4 separate regions of the Mus musculus genome follow, and regions 2, 3 and 4 are each linked to region 1. Evidence: chromatin contacts called from public HiChIP or PLAC-seq and promoter capture Hi-C data. All regions are on one chromosome and are shown on one strand. Each heading gives the region's core, a stretch centred on a gene start, on an enhancer-like site or on the middle of the called end of the contact. The rest is flanking DNA. Distances are from core to core; before and after follow the strand shown. Region 1 holds the start of Gpr75 (G protein-coupled receptor 75). Region 2 holds the start of Pnpt1 (polyribonucleotide nucleotidyltransferase 1). Region 3 holds the start of Cfap36 (cilia and flagella associated protein 36). Region 4 holds the start of Prorsd1 (prolyl-tRNA synthetase domain containing 1).

Region 1 (3,036 bases), core at 181-2,680:
CCAGGCAGGACTAGTCTGGACTACATACATATAGTGAGACTTTTTCTCAAAATGAATTAATATACATCTGATTACAGTTGCGGAAGGATGTTGAGGTAACTGGAAGCAAGAACGAGGAACTCCTAACAAATTGCTTAGTGTCAACTCTTAGTAAAATATGGATGTGGCCTTTAATCTCAGTGTTCATGAGGCAGAAGGAGGCAGATTTCTGAGTTGGAGGCCAGCCTGATCTACACAGTAAGCTCCAGGCCAGCTAAGGCTACATAGTGACACTCTGTTGCAAAACAAATAAACAAAAAAATATGTGAAAAGCTGGATGTGGTAGCCTGTAATCTCAGTCTCTCAAGAGCATAAAGGCAGTATCACCTACTTGAAAGCCAGCCTGAGGGAAGGAGGGAGGGGGTCATGAGTAGGTGTAGGGAGGGACAGGGGGAAGAGAAGGCGGGAGGGGGGAGGGGCGATGGGTCTCTAATACTGTGCTGTTTGTTTGTTTGTTTTATTCCCATTCTAAAAGTTGACGGACTGAGGGAGCTGAAGGGCAAGACCAACAGAATCAACTAACCCGGATCCCTAGGAGCTCACAGAGATTATTAATTTTTGAAGCAAACGTTAGGACACTTACAAGTTAACTCATGACCTTGATTATTTCATTGTATTCCAACCCCAAATAAATGCCGAATTTCTTCATGGAAGGCTTTTTTTTTTTTTTTTTTTTTTTTTCCACAGCCCTCACACAAAACTAAGTTCTGTCCCATTCCCACTAATTTGAATGGATCTAGAAAAGCACGGGGAGGCTAAATAACTTGCCCAAGGTCAGTGAGATATTTCAAACCTCCCATTGTTTCTAATCACCTGAACTATCTATCCATTGAGGCTAATAGCTGATGGGGTGGGAAAGATCTGGGTCTCTGGTGGAGGGATAAGGAGTCTGTGGAGCACTGCGTACTATCGTACTATTGACTAAAGGAGTAGGAGATTGCAGGTTTATCCCCAACTGTGATTGGTAACGGGTAGGGGGCTCCCTAGAACTGGAGGAAACACAGGCCTAGGCTAGTCCAGGGATGCTTGGACTCCGCCTGGATGCAGGCAGTGGGTTGTGGTCTGTGTAGAGCTTACAGCAAGGCTGCACAGGAACACAGGTGCGCAACCTACCAGGCCAGGCCAAGCTTAGCCTTCTCCCCGCTCCCGCTCGCCTCACAACCCTGGTGTGATCCTCCCGGTCTGGGCTTGCGGCCTCTCACCTACCAGCTGGCCTCAGCGCCGCCCTTCCTCCTCCGTGTCGCAGTAGTGACCCTATCTGTGCCCGGTGGCCTGGAAGCTGCCGGGCTAGAGTCATCATCGCCATCGCTGCCGCCTCCGCGCATCCCGGGAGCCTAGGCGAGCCGGGCGCGCGGCGCAGTCACCGAACCCGGGGCGCGGCCCCTCCCTCTGACCGTGGCCGCCCCGCCTGCTCGGCACCCTCCCTGCCTGCCCGCCTCAGCCTAGTGGGAGTGCGCTCCGATATGCCAGGGCTGCCTGTGAATTGGCCACTGACCGCTGATACACAGCAAGGAAAAAATGAAAACCAGAGATGCCAGGCAGGAGGAGACAGCTGAGAGTGCCTGCGGAGAGCCTTCAAGCTGATCTCCTTGGCTTTCTAACTAGGCTGTCAGTTCCAGTTTAATAATTAAAGTCATTATGACAAATTGAATCGAACCAATTTCAACACACATATGTGTCTTAGGTCATAGTAAGTACGTGGTTGATGCAAAGTTAAAAAAACAAACAAACAGGTACTATTAAATACCGTGTTGGGTGTAAAAATCTTGAGAAGCAATAGTGTAATTCAGCTAGTCCTGTTTAAAACACCAGCATAAACCATTAGAGCGTTGCTTCTCATCTCCCAAAGTCAATATGTCTAAAACAACAAACCCACTTTAGCTTATATAAGAAACATTCCTAAGTATGTTGTTATGGGCAAACATACCCTGTTAACTCCTTCAGGATTTTAACCTGGTTAATTATGATCTTCTACTTTTCTAATCTCATCCAATACTTAAGAAATAGAGAATGCTATTCAAATGTCCCCCCCCTTTTTTTTTTTGGTTAGAAATCAAAGACTTTGATTCCATCCAGGTGAAATATTTCGTGGCACCATTGCCACTACAACCCCTTTCCGTTTTCTGTTAAGTTTCCTTTATACTTAATGTAATTAAGTATAAAATATAATAATACTAATACAATTCTATTAATTTTCCCATTTTTTACTAAGAAACATGTTGAAGGGATTTGTGAAATCCGAACTATGTTTAGGAAAAAAAATGCTCAAGAAAAACCCCCAACTAATTTTCACATAAATCATGTTCTACTCCCCAGACACTTGGCAATATACTGGTTCTAAGATGTTGTTGGTAAAGGTAACACTGGGCCCTAGAAACATTTGAAGAAAAAAAACACGAATTAGCAGTTAAGAGTGGGAATTCTGACCCAAATTATATGTCTCTCCAAATACATTAAATACTGCCTGTATAATTTCCATTTGGACATAAACGATAACAAAATGTTCAGGCTGAACTACTAGTAGCCATCAGTAGTACATACACCTGAGAGAAACCAACCTCATACTGAGAAAGACAAAGGCTCCACCAATGTTTGTGGGGTTATAAGGCAACACAAAATAATAACATGCACAAAATATGGCAGCAAGGATACTGGATAAAAACAGTGGCATACCAATAATGCAAAAGGCAAAGTCTGTAAAAGTTAATCATGGCTAACAATATGCTAGCACGTGAACAGGCAATAAACCCAGCTTTCCAGCACAATCTTATGGATGGCATGCAAAATAAGGAGCATTCTGGGAAAGTGCACATCAAGGCCAATAAAATGTCCACATTCACTGGGCAGGATGGCAAACAACCATCATTAGGAGCTCCTGGCTTAAATATTCCTTGGATGCTCCAATATAAGAAAAGCTTTCAAGTGTGAATTCCACGCCCTGCCCTCGTACTGGGGTTGAACTCAGGGATGCTACTGTGCTATGCAAGGCCTCGACTG
Region 2 (3,036 bases), core at 326-2,825, 1.8 Mb after region 1:
CATACTTCATATAAAAATAAAAACTCAAAATAGACTCATATGTCCATCCATCTTGACCCAGTTCTGACCCTCAATCTTTAGCTGAGCTCTACCCTCTGGCTTGGCCCTATGGGCCTCCAGCTGCTCTCCAAATGGGACTACCAGCTGTAGTCTCTCAGTATGTGTCTTAGCTCTTTGCCTCTAGTCTAATAAGTCTTTCAAATCTTTGAACTATGCAGCATCTTTAATATGCACAGAAATATATAGAAATACACAAATATTATTAGTGTACAAAGTATAATGTGCAATCAGAGAGTTGGTATTAGTTAGCAATTGATGGTGGAATAAAAGCATGTTTGTCAACAACCAGATTATATCAAAGGAAATTTGAACGACCTGACAAATTGCGATATCAGAACTGAAACAGTATGTTATTCAATGAATTCTAATAATGCAGAAAGTCAGAAAGATTTTGGGGGGTAGGGAGTACATGTAATTTTGATTGTTCCAAGAAAGCTATTAAGTTTATGGTGTTTACATGTAATTTTGATTGTTCCAAGAAAGCTATTAAGTTTATGGTGTTTTGTTGTTGTTGTTTACTTTGTCTCATAACAATTTACTTTTCAATATTATATTGTATAAAATACCTCCAAATACATAGTGGACCCATAGCATAGCTAGCCTCTGGGGTTTGGAAGTAGGCATTTGGGAATAAATGGAAGAGTTCTGAAGTTTCTATATGCCAAACCATGTGAGTGAATGCCTACCTAAATACTCTATGAACATAAACAAGAAGATTGATAGAATGAACAAGCAGAACACAGTGATGGGAAGAGTAATCGGATGCCAAGGGAGGACACGGGGCAGCGGCCTGCCACAAAAAGTAGAGCTTTAGGGAAAAGCTTTAAAAAAACCTATTATTTAAAATATCCACATATACACCCCCGCCGTGTGTCTTGTTAACTGAGAAATTTGCCTTTTTGACCTTTTGTTGGATGGTAACTGTACTTTCACTACAGGTTTAACAGGACTATGTGCATCTTATAACTGGCATTCATCTCCGGCTCACACCGGCCATCAGTGGACCTGGGGCACGGAACGATAACGCATTACCTAGGGTTTCCTACTTCAGAGCTCGAGGTCTCGGAAAATAGAGAAAGGATGTCTGGGGCACAGGCAATAGGACTCAGGAAGTTCACCGCAGGGCTAGGAGGAAGATGAAGAGGCAAAAGGCAGCGGCCAGCTTGGGAAAGGGAGACAGACTTTAAATCCGGAAAAAGGAAATCTCGACCTTAGGTTTGGAGTAGAGAACTTAAGAGACTTAGGCTGCTTGATTCCTACCCTGGGGGGGATTTGACTTCTGGGGCTGAATGGACAAGACAGACGCCGCGTGAAAACCGCGAACTCACACCGTTTCTCACCTGTGTCCCAGGTCTACAGTCACCGCTCTGGATCCGGTGCTGCTCCACAACGCTCGCATCTGCAAATAGCTGAGTGCCCGATTCCGCCCGGGCCGGCCGAGGGGGCCGCAGCCCAGCGGTCGGAGGCACGGGCACAAGCAGCACAGCCTGCAGGCCGCCATGACACCCAGAGCGTGGAAGGCCTGGGCAGCGCCTCATTGGCCAGCACTCCTGTGGGCGGAGTCGGACGCAGTTTCGTTTCCGTGGAGCCTGCAAACTGCCGGGAAAGCAATCCTTGCAGGCTTTCTGTAATTGCCAGAGTCAAACCACCAGAATGCGTTTCTTTCAGTCAGCTTTTATTCCCCCACCCTTATCGGTGAAAAATAAGTACTACCTTAAAAAAAATGTATAGATTTAAAGAAAGCCCTTTAATACTTCCCGCGCCGTGTGTGTGTGTGTGTGTGTGTGTGTGTGTGTGTGTGTGTGTGCGCGCGCGCGCTAGTGTTATCACGGTTTGAAAGAAAGTCTTAGAACAATGTGTTTAATAAATGTAACAGTAAATAAATACTGAACAACTCACGATTATTTGGTTCTTACCTAAAGATCTAGGTTTGTGTCTATGGAAGGCCACCTGTAATTCCAACGTTCAGAGGCTGAGAATGAATCCATGAATCATCCTGGCTTGTTAGACTTGCCTGAGGGCTCCAGGTTCAGCAAGGGACCCTACCTCAAAAAATAAGTAGAGCGCTATCAAGCAAGACACCGTACTTTAACCTCTGGCTTCCACACATTCTTAACGTACACACACACACACACACACACACACACATATATATATATATATATATATATATACACACACGCGCACGCGCACACAGGCACACACGCCCAGTCACCTGCACACACTGGTGTATCCACACACATGCAAACTCGCACACACTTAGACACAAACATAACAAAGCAAAGCAAAACAAAACAAAACAAAAAACAAGAAAAAACTTTTTTTTTTGAGAACCCCTTGAATAATTTACCATTCATTCAGTTGTAAGTTTTGGAGAGGTATATTAAAATGGGAAGGAGTCTATGTTTCCTAATGTCACTCTAAAATAATTAGAATAGTAGTAATTTTGAGTCATAAATCAAAAGGAAATAAAAGCATTGATGTTATTCGACGCGTTCTCACGACCGGCCAGGAAGAACACCACAGACCAGAATCTTCTGCGGCAAAGCTTTATTCTTACATCTTCAGGAAAAGAGAGCAAGAAGCAAGAGAGAGAGAAAACGAAAACCCCGTCCCTCTTAAGGAGCATTCTCCTTCGCCTCGGACGTGTCACTCCTTGATTGGCTGCAGCCCATCGGCCGAGTTGACGTCACGGGGAAGGCAGAGCACAAGTAGTCATAAGATACCCTTGGCACATGCGCAGATTATTTGTTTACCACTTAGAACACAGGATGTCAGCGCCATCTTGTAACGGCGAATGTGGGGGCGGCTCCCAACATCTCCCCCTTTTTCTTTTAATAAGAGCAAATAGGCCACCCATATTAATGAGAGTGGAGATAGAGGTCAAATCCCCAGTGTGTAGGTAAAGGAGCCATGTACAGGATTAGCTCTTAGGCTTACAGGCTTTTACCCAGAGCAACCCTGACCTGCTCCCGT
Region 3 (3,036 bases), core at 208-2,707, 1.6 Mb after region 1:
AGCTTCTGCAGTGGTGCTTCATGAAAGCTGTAGGCTGAGGCATGAAAAGTGTGGCCATTATGAACAGCTCCTGAGGGGCAGCTCCCGATGAGGTGAGAAAAGCAGTGTGCCACTGTGGACCACTCTTACGGCTCTTATGATGGCTGTAGGCTGAGATGTTGTGATACCGCCATTTTGGACAGCTCCTGAGGAGCCATAGGCTGGGCAGCAAGGAGGGGCCTGGAGCCCCTTTGATGACTTTTGTGGCTCAGCAGCTTTTGTGGTCCTCAGAGACTTCAATGATGAGACAGGTGACAAGACAAATCCCCACAGAAATGACCTTTTCGTCCATAAGGAAATTCTTGGACAGAAGACAAGATTAACTAGCTAACATACTAATTGCTGACTTGAGAGCTGGGTCCTCTATCAACAGCTTTAGTATATATTGAAATAGTTCTCAACCTGTGGGCCACGGATCAGAAATCCTGCACACCAGATTTACAACAGTTGTAAAGTTACAATATGGAGTAGCAATGCAATAATTCTATGGTTGGGTGTCACCACAATACGAGAAACTGTATTAAAAGGCTGCAGCATTAGGAAGGTTGAGAACCACTGAAACGTTGAGATCTTCAGGGTCCTCTGCCTCTAATACCCCTTTAGTTCCTCCTGAGCTTTCCATGAACATTTGCTGTATGTAGCTCCTGCCCTCAACCAGACCTGGTACTGTGCTGTCGGCCCAACACACAGTCACCTCTGGTTCTCACTGAGTCCTCCACTTCCACTTTCATGAAACTGAAGTTGTAGAGTCTGCTCCTCCAGCTCCTCACCACTCTCATTATATAGCCTTGGTGGGCCTGGGACTCTCAGGTCTGTCTGCCTGTGGCTATCAGGAGTATTGGGATTAAAGGTGTAGGCCACCACATCTAGTTATAAGATTCTTGGGAGTCCTCTGGCTCTTAAGTAGGAAGAGAGCAACCTTGATACTTTCTAAATACTGTCTATGAAAGCCTAATTAAATGGAGATTAACTGATTTTATACTTGTCCTAATTTTAGTTGTTGTTAACTAAGCTTAGACCCATCCTTAGACAGCAAGCAAACGGCTTGCAGAATCAATCAGTAAACCTCACAGAGCATATTTCTCTCAATTTTGTTTTCAAGGGCCAGGGGGTCTGAAGACCGCTAGGGATGAGGTGGGAGGAGGTCCTCAGGGAAGCCACGCCTTCAGCACGCCATTTTGAGACGGGCCGCGCGCACACGGGAGCGCGAACGCCGTCTCTAAGCGCAGTAGCCAATGCCCGCGCGTCTGCTCTCAGCCTAGCAACTACGGGCCAATGAGTGGAGGGCTATCGTTTGCCCCGTTCTCTTCTAGCCAATAGGAAACGTTCCTAATCCAGCCCCCCCCCTCCAGGAGCTCAGGACTCAGGCCTCACTTCCGGGCTGCTGCGTACGTTGTCATAGCGACCATTTTACGTTAACTGGTTTGTGGTGTCTAACCTGGGGGCCCGGCGATTGCGGGGACCTTGCTGCCCGCATTCTCCGTCGCTTCCTGCGGCCGAAAGGCCAGACAGGGCTGGGGGAATCCGGCCTAGGCGTCCGCGTCGCCGGGTGCGAGCGGGATGGCTGCGGAAGAAGAGGACGAAGTGGAATGGGTGGTGGAGAGCATCGCTGGGTTCCTGCGGGGCCCGGATTGGTCTATCCCCATCTTGGACTTTGTGGAGCAGAAATGCGAAGGTAAGAACCAGACTGTGAACAAGCCAAATATTACTGTCTCTGCCTGCCGGGCCTAGGACAGTTTTGTAGAAGGAATTACGTACATCCCTTCCCGAGTGGCTCGTTTGTTTGCAGACGTGAAATTGCTCACCAAGACTTTTCACCCACTCTGCCCGAGCGCCTGTCCTGAAGACATTAGACTTTAATCCCATGTTCGGCCTGTCACTTCACCCCGTATCTTTCTACCCCGCGCAAGTGGACTGTTTGGGTAACCAGCATCTTCCTCAGTTATTTGGGGAAAACGTCGTTTTTCTTCGAGTTCCTTCTGACCCCTGAGATGTCGCCCTGTGGACTCAGCCTATGAAATGACAAATTCACTCTGGCCATTTTATCTGCAAAGGGGGGCATTCGATTACTCCGGCAGGACCAAAGCAGGCGATGGGGAGGAAGAGCTTTCTAACAAACGAGATATACAAATGTGGCATTCTTTTGAAGGACCAGCATCAGTGCTTTCTGATCGGTTCATATCACGCTCATATCCGAGTTCATAAGACGAATTGGACTCTGTTCATAGAGAAGCAATCACAAACGATGTCCTATCCAACCTTTATCTTGGTTTTTTTTTTTTTTTTTTTTTTGCCTAGGCAATACTTGGAGGGTAGCAATATATATCGTCTGAACTTGTGTCTTAGGTTAGGGGGACAGACTTTTTGTAAAGATCGGTGCAATAGAGCTGGGGTGAGTGAATACTGACTCACAGCTGCAGAGAACACATTTCAGTGAAGGGAATCTTTTATACACTTTTCTAGGATGAGGTGGCCTGCTTGAAAAGTTAATGGGTTCCCAGGCATTTGAAGTATCTGCATACACTCGACAGTGACTGTACTGCAATGCAGCTTGTTTGAGATTCAGCTAACAGAGGGTTCTTATCCTGAATTGTCTTGCAAGACTTCTCTCAAACCCAAAATTCTATGAATCTAGTAAAGAAAGAATGTTGTTTGATCACTGAACCTTTTATTTTATTCTAACTGTTAAAGTTCAAACACGAGTTAAGTGTTTTGGTAGGCAGCTTTTATGAAGGATCAGAAAGCAAAGCAATTGACTTGTGTTCCTGTAGAATTTAGAGTGCTGTTAAAAGGTTGATGAATCATGGGGATAGCCTGGCCTCCTGCAAGAGGGATTATGTCTCCCACTGATTTTCATGTATTTTTGAGACTAAATCCTTAATAGAAATTGTGTGGGGTATGGTATGCCTTCTATCCATCCACAGGTGTCAAGAGTGGCTACATCTCGGTAGTAACAGCTGATTGTGCATTTTTACAGAGAAGCAAAGCTAGGGCTTA
Region 4 (3,036 bases), core at 267-2,766, 1.4 Mb after region 1:
CCAGAGGATCTGGAACCCTTGCACAGACATGCAGGCAGAAAACCAATGCACATAAAAAAATGTTTGTTTGTTTTCGAGACAGGGTTTCTCTGTGTAGCTCTGGCTGTCCTGGAACTCACTTTGTAGACCAGGCTGGCCTTGAACTCAGAAATCCACCTGCCTCTGCCTCCCAAGTGCTGGGATTAAAGGCATACGCCACCACCGCCGGGCAATAAATCATTTTTAAAAAAAGGTTAAACTAAAAAGTTTTAAAATTTTGAAATCCTGAGTTCAGAGTGAAACTGTAAACACAACTCTGACTTACTCTTTTGTAGTTTCTTCCAATACTGAGTAAATCATAGGCTGGAACAAATCCCTGTTTTCCAGTCTGCCCTCCTTCTTCTACTGCACAGGCAGAGAAAGCTCCTGGCTAATGTGGTGTGTTTATGGTAACTCACCCAAGAGTGTCTGCTTAGGGGCTCAGTTTTTGACCATGTATGGACACTATCCCAGCTCCTAGCTAGCACGGCATCATTCCTTGCCAAAACTCTGTGAAACCCTCTTAAGACCAGATGAGTGACTTCACTGACTTCCACATGTGAGATTGATGAGCCCGCCCAAAAGCTGCCTCCTAGTAAACCTGCCTTTATCTACATGTAATATGTTCTAATCTGGCTCTATTTGTGTCACCGAGGGAGAGAAAAAGCATACCATCTGTGTCTTAAGAGGGGTTCTTTTTCAGATCTTCACTCCCAAATAAATACAATTAATTTATATTAAACATCTCTGAGTGTATCAGTGTTTCATGTTGCATGTGAGCCTTAATTTCAAAGTTTAAGTGAAATACTAATGTGGAATTTGAACCTTATTCAAAGTAAGTGGTCCCACCATGGTTGCAAATTCCAGGCCATAAGTATCATAACGACCACTGTAATTCGTCGCAGTACTGTTTTCTTCCTTTCTTTTCTTTTTTCTTTTTTTTCGAGACAGGGTTTCTCTGTATAGCCCTTGCTGTCCTGGAACTCACTCTGTAGACCAGGCTGGCCTCGAACTCAGAAATCCGCCTGCCTCTGCCTCCCAAGTGCTGGGTTAAAGGAGTGCGCCACCACACCCGCAGTACCGTTTTCTAATATCATAATATGCGGGAGTGATGGCTGGTCTTCCAGAGGACCGAGTTCGGTTCCTAGCACCTACATGACTCACCATCACTCCAGTTCTAGTAAATTGAACACCTTCTTTCAGCCTCCTCAGGCACTGCTCACACGTGGTGCACAACCATGCAAGCCGGTAACTAACGCCCATAACACATAAAATTTAAAAGAACGGAAAGACGGAAGTCACAAGCTACAGTTGTTGAGGCATGAAGCCACATTGCCGCGGCCGAGCAATGGAACCCGGAGCTTTCCGACCCCGGCACTGGAGGCTCAGGTGGTTGGGGGTGTGGCTAAGCGCTCTCGGCGGCCCAAAGATGGGTCAGGCCACAGAGCCATGCCAGGGCGGAGCAAGCAGCCATCACCACGCCCCCGAAGCCGTGGCACTTCCGGTAAGCCTGCCCACGTAGAGGGGAAAATGGCAGGCTCGGAGCTGCGGGCTGAGTTAGAACAGAGGCTCGGCGCCCTCGCCATTCGCACGGAGGTCGTGGAGCATCCCGAGGTGAGACTGCGGCCCCAGGAAGGCAGAGGGTCTTCGGGCGAGTGTTTATTGGGTCCAAGCAGAGGCTTATAAGTTTATTTAAAACTGCGGCAACCGTGAGGAAACTTGTCCTGGGATGACTGACGTGACTTAAAAGCCGGTTGGATAGCTGATACGTTATGTAGATAACTAAGGAACAAGGCACTACATAAGTGGCAACCCTATAGAATCGCCTAGGCTGTATCTGGTACCAAAGGCACAGCAGGCCATTGAGGTGGCTTGGTTTTTTACTTCTTTGGACAGTCGTTACCACTGCAGCACGGCAAGGATCATTTCCCAAATAATTACAAAAAGTATATAACCCCTGAGTCTGGAGAATTGTTTTCGCGGTTAAGAGCACGTACTTCTCTTGCAGATGACACGAATTTATTTCAGCACTCACACTGAGAGCTGTTTAAAACTACAGTTCCTCTTTTGGCCCGCTCCCGCTTGTGCCACAAACAAAAGTACGTACCTTAATTTTAACATGACCTACACTGGAGATGTACAATTTTTGTGGAAACTATTATGAGGGTTGGTAAGGCTTGCACGACACATTTTATGATAGAAAACACCTGTCTTAATATTTACTATTTCCCATTTTTACAAAGGTCACATTCTGTGTACATTCCCAGCCTCCAAATACTTTAAGGCCCTGGAGTACTGGTACTTGTAACATTAAAAAAATGTTCTTTATGTACTAACCTGGGGTCTTATGTTCTTCATCGATGCCCTTGTAGTGAATGTCTGGGACTCTGGAGATAAATATTAAGGACTGTCATCAAATTTTACGCCAAAGTTCAAAAGTTATAAGCGTCTCAGGCACCTGATGGCTTTGTTAGCCACTGGGATAGAAAACTGGCCCAACAAAAACTGAGGTCTTGAGGTCTGCAACTGTGATGATTAAGGCTCCCCCTGAACCCCAACCAGGATTTTGCTGCACTCTTGAATTCTTGATCTCGGCCTCAGCTCTAAGTACCAGTACTCCAGGTACCAGGCCTTTAAAGTATTTGGAGGCTGAGGTTTTTAGTTCAGAGATATTGTGCCTGCCTAGCAAGCATAGCACTCTGGGTCCTATCCTCAGCACCAAAAGGCCCAACCCCTATCAAAACATTTATAACGAATACCAGTTAAATTCAGAGCATCCACCATGAAAAATATGTACAACCGTGGATATGTATGTGTGCAATTTACAGTGTTTTTTCTTTTGCATATTTTGCAGGTGTTTACAATTGAAGAAATGATGCCTCATATTCAACATCTGAAAGGAGCACATAGTAAGAACTTATTTCTTAAAGACAAAAAGAAGAAAAACTATTGGTTAGTCACAGTTCTTCATGATAGACAAATCAATTTAAATGATCTTGGCAAGCAGTTAGGAGTTGG

What was found. Promoter capture Hi-C pulls out the DNA fragments that hold promoters and counts their contacts. HiChIP or PLAC-seq counts read pairs in DNA pulled down with a chosen protein or histone mark. Capture Hi-C pulls out chosen DNA fragments and counts their contacts.
Region 2: a promoter capture Hi-C map of liver shows a contact between it and region 1, with 5 times the contacts expected there. The contact joins the promoter of Pnpt1 here to the promoter of Gpr75 in region 1.
Region 3: an H3K4me3 HiChIP or PLAC-seq map of embryonic forebrain shows a contact between it and region 1, with 14 times the contacts expected there. The contact joins the promoter of Cfap36 here to the promoter of Gpr75 in region 1. A contact is called at or near these places in 1 of 39 promoter capture datasets (hippocampal neurons) and 1 of 115 datasets of contacts at active chromatin or transcription factors (embryonic forebrain).
Region 4: a contact with region 1 is called in a promoter capture Hi-C map of hippocampal neurons, with 4 times the contacts expected there. The contact joins the promoter of Prorsd1 here to the promoter of Gpr75 in region 1. A contact is called at or near these places in 2 of 39 promoter capture datasets (hippocampal neurons and liver) and 1 of 115 datasets of contacts at active chromatin or transcription factors (astrocytes).

Annotation. Positions count from the first base shown.
Region 1 is chr11:30,883,752-30,886,787 of GRCm38.p6, reverse strand. It overlaps Gpr75 (G protein-coupled receptor 75), which reads right to left and starts at 1,430. Exons shown (of 2, transcript NM_175490.4): 1 at 1,246-1,430. It also overlaps a transcript of Erlec1 not described here.
Region 2 is chr11:29,129,283-29,132,318 of GRCm38.p6, reverse strand. Pnpt1 (polyribonucleotide nucleotidyltransferase 1) reads right to left here and starts at 1,575. Exons shown (of 28, transcript NM_027869.2): 1 at 1,401-1,575. The coding sequence starts at 1,561.
Region 3 is chr11:29,245,693-29,248,728 of GRCm38.p6, reverse strand. It overlaps Cfap36 (cilia and flagella associated protein 36), which reads left to right and starts at 1,457. Exons shown (of 10, transcript NM_025740.3): 1 at 1,457-1,714. The coding sequence starts at 1,600.
Region 4 is chr11:29,513,513-29,516,548 of GRCm38.p6, reverse strand. It overlaps Prorsd1 (prolyl-tRNA synthetase domain containing 1), which reads left to right and starts at 1,516. Exons shown (of 2, transcript NM_026465.3): 1 at 1,516-1,632; 2 at 2,873-3,036. The coding sequence starts at 1,549.